Linked DNA regions of Arachis hypogaea: region 2 is linked to region 1. Evidence: chromatin contacts called from public Hi-C data. All regions are on one chromosome and are shown on one strand. Each heading gives the region's core, a stretch centred on a gene start, on an enhancer-like site or on the middle of the called end of the contact. The rest is flanking DNA. Distances are from core to core; before and after follow the strand shown.

Region 1 (3,491 bases), core at 646-3,145:
CGGGACTATGTGCTTATTTGGGTGAGTTTTTAAGAAAAGATTTTTTTCGAATTATCTTTTTTTTAAAAATCTTATGAAAAAGTAAAAATAATTTTATATTTGGATATTTCATACAAAAAGATATTTTTATTTATCATTTATATTTGGGTTTAACAATATAAAAGTATTTTTTTATTTATTTATTACACAAAAAACATCTTTTTTTAAGAAAAAAAGATCTTTTAAAAAAAATATAAATTATAGCTTCTCAAAAAAGATGTTTTTTTAATTTTTCTAGTACTTTTATTTTTACTACTAAAAGTTTGCCAAACATACTAAAAAATAAAAAAAAAATTTTTCATTAAAAAAAATTATTTTTTTATCAAAATAATGGTGTCCAAACAAGCACAATATAATTTTGATTGATATCGTACTTTTAATTTATATATTTTAAAATATACATTAGAATATATTATATTTTTGTATGTTAATTTTATAATTTTATATATTATTTTATAAGAATTTAGTTATTTTGATTGAATTACGTTTTAATCTGTTGAATCTCTAAACTAATGAATTAGTAACTAAAATAATTCGGTAATCAATTTTAATTTTTAGAATCTTGATAAAAAAAATTAAACTCTTTTACACAATAATAAATTAAATAAGTCAACAAAATTCTTGTATACAAAATAATAACTAAAAAGCTTATCACTTGAATTTTGTTGTGGTCTACAAAACCTTAGTCTCTTTGACCAATAAAAATTTTTGTCTCTGCAATTTTTTTTTATAAAATTCATCTCTTAATTTTATAAATCTATTTTATCATAATCCATAATACCAAGATTAAGTAGATGTAATTTTGTAAAATTTAATTATTCTGTAATGAAAAAAAATACTAATTACCTATAATCCAATAATCTAATATCAAAAGAAAAAATAAGTATACTTGACCGGATCAATTTTACTAGTTTGATTTTGATGAATATGATTTTAACTTTTTCAGGTCGCTTGTATGAATGCATGGGCGTATGATTTATCATGTTCAAATTGGCAACCAAAAGGAAGACCAAATAAAACCCAAAATACAAAAAAGTATTACACAAAAATACAAAAGCTTACCGAAACATAACGTCAATGATTATGTGATGCCATTCGCCGAGAAGTTTCTGTTAAGCAACGAGTTCTCTTTTGTTCAATTGCAAAATCCTCGTATATTCTTCTGTACTCCAAAGACATTGACACAGTCTCCTCAACATTGTTATTCGCCAGCCCATGAAAAGTTACATGAAAAAAAAAAGTATTGACAATAAATTTCATTATTATATTATTTTTTAAAAAAATGCAATGGCATAAAAAGAGGGAGTTCATCTTTATCCTTAAACATTTTTAATTAAATAAAAAATAGTACATTCAGTATTAATTAAATCGATTTTAACTCTGTTTTATTTATATTAATTAAGATTTAAAAAGATAGCTAATTAGATTAATTTTTAATTATTTTAAAAATAAAAAATAAGAGTATAAATATGCTAATTTATCTTTTACTTCTAACAAAAAAAATTATCTTTTAAAAAATATTACACTTCTTATTTTTTACCCTTTTTTTATCAACAATATTAGAAAAGAGGACAAAGGATTCTTGGAAATAAAAAGTAAAAATTTAAAAACCATACAATATGCAATAGAAAGTTAAAAACACATTGAAATCCAAAAACACTAAAATATTGGTACAAGTTACGCGGTATGTGGTGTTTACATCGTTGTTACTTTAAATGGCCACAAAATCCAAAAGGAAAATCATATGGTTATCGACCCCAAATATATTTAGAACCAAAAAAATAATCATTGCAAGATGATTATAACAAATAGTAATATAATATTACAAAGATTAAAAATATGGATGATTATGAAATTTGTTGAGAAATATAAAATAGTCCCATTGGATTTATTAACTTTTAAGAGGAATTATAGGGAGGTGGTTCAATTCAAAACATAAGGAAAAGATCCAACCAACGTAACGAAGCAATTTACTTTCACCCAATAAATGAATACAGTTGGACTGTCTCCATATTAAGCTCAAATTAATTCTCTGACTTCAAAATAAAAAAAAAAAAATTAACTCTCACTTTCCCCCTTTTTTTTTTTTTTTTTTCATTCAATTTTCTCCTTTCTCTCCTTAGTTCTTTCTTCTTCCTTCTTATTAAACTCTTCTCTCTCTCTCGGTCTCTCTCTTTACTTCCTCTCTCTACAGTGTTTTTTTTCCTTCTTTTTTATTTTTTCTCAAATTCTCCGGCGACGTTTTTGGAGCTTCTGAGGCTTTGACTTTTCTCGCCGATCACCGCCATGGGCCATTGCTGCAGCAAGAGCATCGCTGTCGACAACGAGGGCGCCGCCGCCAATCACCACGTCAAACCGCCGCATGTCTCGCCGGCGCCGGTAGCAGTAGGGAACAACTCCGTGTCTGGCGTCAGCGATGCTTCGACGGCCACTCCCGGGAGGAGTACTCCGGCGAACTCTTTCTCGACAAGCCCCTTCACAAGTCCGCTTCCGCCGGGGGTGGCGTCGTCGCCGGCGGCGAAGACGCCAGGGCGAAAATTCCGTTGGCCGCTGCCTCCCCCGTCACCGGCGAAGCCGATTATGGCGGCACTGCTGCGGAGGCAGGGGAAGACGAAGCCAAAAGACGGTCCCATACCGGAGGAGCAAGGTGAAGGGGGTGGTGGCGGTGCCGGCGCAGAAGGTGGAGAGCGGTCCCTTGATAAGAGCTTTGGTTATTTTAAGAACTTTGGTGCGAAGTTCGAGCTAGGAAAGGAAGTGGGTCGAGGGCATTTTGGTCATACTTGCTGGGCTAAAGGGAAGAAGGGTGACCTTAAGGGTCAATCAGTTGCCGTTAAAATCATATCCAAAGCTAAGGTAAGAAGATTCTTGTTGGTGATTTCTTATGTATGTTGATCAGGTATAAATTGGGCTTTTGTCTTTGCTACTATGTTGAACTGTGAATTGTGAAGATCATTTGATACGGTTTTTCTTGGTGCTGGTTTCGTTGACTATTGGTCAATTTTTTATTAGCTCTTGAATTTTGTGACCCTTTTTTGCACTGTAATTAGGTGTTAGTAGTGTAGTGAAGATTTAGCGAAATTAGTGGTTACTTGTTCGTGAAATTTTGGAATTAAATTTTGCATTCAAGTTCTCTACTTGGAAAAATGATGTATGCCCCCTTATGGAATCTGCTGGTGTGTTTGTGTACTAAAGTTCGAAGTTTGCTTTTGGTTGTGGATGTAAACTAATAGCTGTTTTTGGCAGTTTCTAAGTCAGTGCTAGTACCACCAGAAGAGTATACAAAACTCAGAAGTATGAAATCTAAACAGTGCAGGATTTTATAATTTAATAATGCTAGCTAGCACTTTGGTTAGTTCTGGGGTAAAGCGACTGAACAACTTTGCCTTCAACTACTTACTTCTTGTTGGTTTCTTAGAGCATTACAACAAAGTGATTTGGAATATGTGACTGGG
Region 2 (3,491 bases), core at 263-2,762, 170 kb before region 1:
CAATGCATATACACTAGTATTAACACATAAGATACATGGATGTTTAAACTCGCACCTGAAGCTTACTGGCATTGTTAACATGTTCTTTGAGTTGAGCATCATAGGTGTTTCGTATTTCCATTATCTCAGTTCTAGCAATCATTTGAGCTTTCAGTTCGATCTCCATTTGCTGTAATTCCTGTCTTTGCCTTACAACACCATGAATCTGCTGCTGCAAAATATCATTGTCTATTGTTCCATCCACTGTTATCGAACAGAAATCGACATCAAGAGGCTCTCTTCCTTGCTGCACCTTGAAAAACAGGTGGAAATTATCTCCAAGTTCTTAACTCCTAAAATAAAAGCAGCTTCTAAAGTCATCACCTTACCTCATAAATGGTTCTCTCATCCGATTGCCCTACTTTTGAGTTGTCTAGCTCCTGCATGCCAAACATATGCCCATTATCAATCAAACAAATAACAAACAGTCAAAGTGATAAAAGTTCTCACACCACACACAACCATACGCAAAGAAGGCAATCAAGCCCAGCAATGGTGTTGACAAAAACCAAGACCAAAACCCAAACCCAGCATTCAGCACTGTCGCTATGTCAACCTTTAACAACATTGATATGAGACAACATTCTATCAGACATTAGAAACGTATAGGCCTTGTTCCCTCGATAACAAATAACATAATAAACAACTGAATATAAATAAGAACTAGAAGTCGAACATTCAAATATTTAGAACTTAGATGCTTCAAGTGCACTTGCCAAAACTAATGACCATGAAACACACCAAACAACATCTGTTTTCAGACTAAAAAAAAAGGACTACAGCATCAAAACACGTTGCCAAACCCTAGCAACAAAACAAACAAAAGGATGGAATCATCTTTTTTTTGGATTTAGAACAACGCTCATATTCCAGCATCATTCCCCTAAACCACAAACATAATGCGAGGTGTTGGCACACCACATCAGTACCTCGTCCTCAGGGTTTCTCGACGAATGATGGTGCTCGGAAACAGCACGCCATTCCTTGCGTGATGGAGGTGGCGGTAACTGGAGAGAGGCGCCGCGAGCAGCAGCGGCGGCGTTGGCGGCAGCGGCAACGGCAGCCGTGGCCTCCATTGAAGAAGAAATCGCGAGGGTGCCCCCACGTCTGCACCCTGCGGGTGACTCTCAGTCGAAGAAAAAAAATTGAAGAAAAAGGAGAAATCCCTAACCCTAGAATTTGAGAGATCGAAAAGAGAGCGAAAGAAAAAGTGAACGGAGAATGAATAGGGGAATTGAGAGAGAAGAAAGGGGGATTGAGAGGGTTTTGGAGGGACGAAGATGATTAAAGTGCGTTGAGCTAAACAACAGTGAGAGTCTTGTGTGTTTTCTTTTGCGTGATGAGAGTCAGAGAGTGGCACGATGATTGGCTGTGACGAATTTCGACCGGCACGGTGCCGATGCAATTTATAGGGATTTTCTCACTTCTTGCTTCTGCTTCCATCTGAACTCCCTCCCCCACGCTTTCCCTCTCGGGCGTGGATCATACGCTCTTACTTATTTGGGCCCTTTTCATTGGGCCAAGCCCCATTTCATTATCTGTAAGCTTAAGAACGGGCTTACAAGATTTCAGCCCAAACACAAAATAAAAAAGATTTCCAGAGCTTTTTGGCTTTTGGGTTGGGTCCATCATTTACACACAATATGAGCTACAAGTGTGCATGGACCAGATTGGGATTGGGTTTGATGAGACTTTAACTTGATCCGAATATTTCATCGGATTCATCCTAAACACCTAAAATCCAACCTTAAATTCAATATTCTAAAATCGAATTAGACAAGCCAGGATCGAGTTAGGAGAAAATGAGTTCTCTGACCGATTCAACTGAGCTTCAAAATTTTTTTAGGTTAACCACCAAAAATGTTTTCGAATTCTTTAAATACTGACATCTAAATTTTACTATCGACAAAAATGCTTTCAAATAATTTAAAAATGCGATAAAAATGCCCAACAATAAATATATATTTTCAAAAAATGTCTTAGAGATTGAATTTTGATGCAATTTTTTACAAACATGATAATAAAAATAAGATATTATTATCCATAAAATTTGGTGATTTTTTTAAGTATATATTTTTTTGTAATTTTTTGTTAACAACCAATAATACTTTTAAAAAATCACAATAAAATATATCCTTAGCAAAAAAATTATCAAATTTTAAGAATAATAATATTTTATTTTTTTAATCATTCTTACAAAAAATTGCATTAAAATTCAATCCCTAATGTATTTTTTGACAAATATATATTTAATATTAGATTTTTTGCAAGATTATCTAACATTAAATATGTATTTCTCAAAAAATACATTAGAGATTGAATTTTGATGCAAGTTTTTTGTAAGTAAAATTAAAAAAATAAAATATTATTATCCTTAGAATTTGGTGATTTTTTGTTAAGTATATATTTTTTATAATTTTTTTTGTTAACAACTAATAATACTTTTAAAAACTTACAAAAAAAGATATACTCAGCAAAAAAGTCACCAAATTTTAAGAATAATAATATTTCATTTTTCTAATCATTCTTGTAAAGAATAATATCAAAATTCAATTTCTAAGATATTTTTTGAAAATATATATTTACTGTTGAATATTTTTGTTGTATTTTTAAATTATTTGAAGACATTTTTGTCAATAATAAAATTCAGATGCATTTTTATTTGAATAATTCGAAAACATTTTTAGTGATTAACCCATTTTCTTATAAAAAAATCATTTAAAAAATCGGCTGAATCAACAGACCGGTTTTTAAACTCTCCAATTCACTACTCCCTTTTCAAAATGGCACCATTTTGAGGCCCAAAACAAAACCCAACAGTCAGCAGAACGACATAACCCCCTCCCCTTCATTCTCTCACAAGTCACAAAATTTTTAAGAAAAATGCTACTTGTACAATAAAATTCAGCCTTAATAACCGTCTTATGCCTCTTTTCAAAAACAACGGTTTATAAATAAAAAGAAATCTGAAATCCTTTTCTGAAAGAGGAACAGTTCAATTCTCAAAAACTCAAGAGCCTTTCAAAACGGTTTATCTGTGCTGAACTAAAATAGTCTTTCATATTTTATTCCAAACCAGAAACACAAAACCGAAATCAACCATCAGTTCATCTCATTCCAACCACGGCCCTAGGCCCAAACAATCCAACAACAACCAATTACCACAGTCCAACAGAGTCCCAGTAGCAAACACAAGTAGGAAGATGCAAGCACAAACAAACAGTTATTGCAAGTAGAACAGTTAGCAATTAATCACATAGGCAAACCAAGTATAATATGCACACCCAAAAAATGTCACATAAATGCATATGATGCATGCCTGCCCCTAGTGGCTGATGATATCATCTGTTGGTTATATAGCCAACCCGACACGTCCTGGTAGCTAACCATGGACAGAAACACCCATCGCGGAGCAAGTAGGTTTGAGCTACAACCCCATTGCTACTACCCGC

The links. Hi-C and Micro-C count contacts between places; a contact is called where the count stands out from the background.
Region 2: a Hi-C map of leaf shows a contact between it and region 1, with 5 times the contacts expected there. The contact joins the promoter of LOC112783210 here to the promoter of LOC112783274 in region 1. A contact is called at or near these places in 2 of 8 Hi-C or Micro-C datasets (both in leaf).

What each region holds. Positions count from the first base shown.
Region 1 is chr20:92,308,139-92,311,629 of arahy.Tifrunner.gnm2.J5K5, reverse strand. It overlaps LOC112783274 (CDPK-related kinase 6), which reads left to right and starts at 1,895. Exons shown (of 11, transcript XM_025826152.2): 1 at 1,895-2,892. The coding sequence starts at 2,326.
Region 2 is chr20:92,477,048-92,480,538 of arahy.Tifrunner.gnm2.J5K5, reverse strand. It overlaps LOC112783210, which reads right to left and starts at 1,512. Exons shown (of 16, transcript XM_072229990.1): 1 at 969-1,512; 2 at 369-419; 3 at 56-286. The coding sequence starts at 1,115.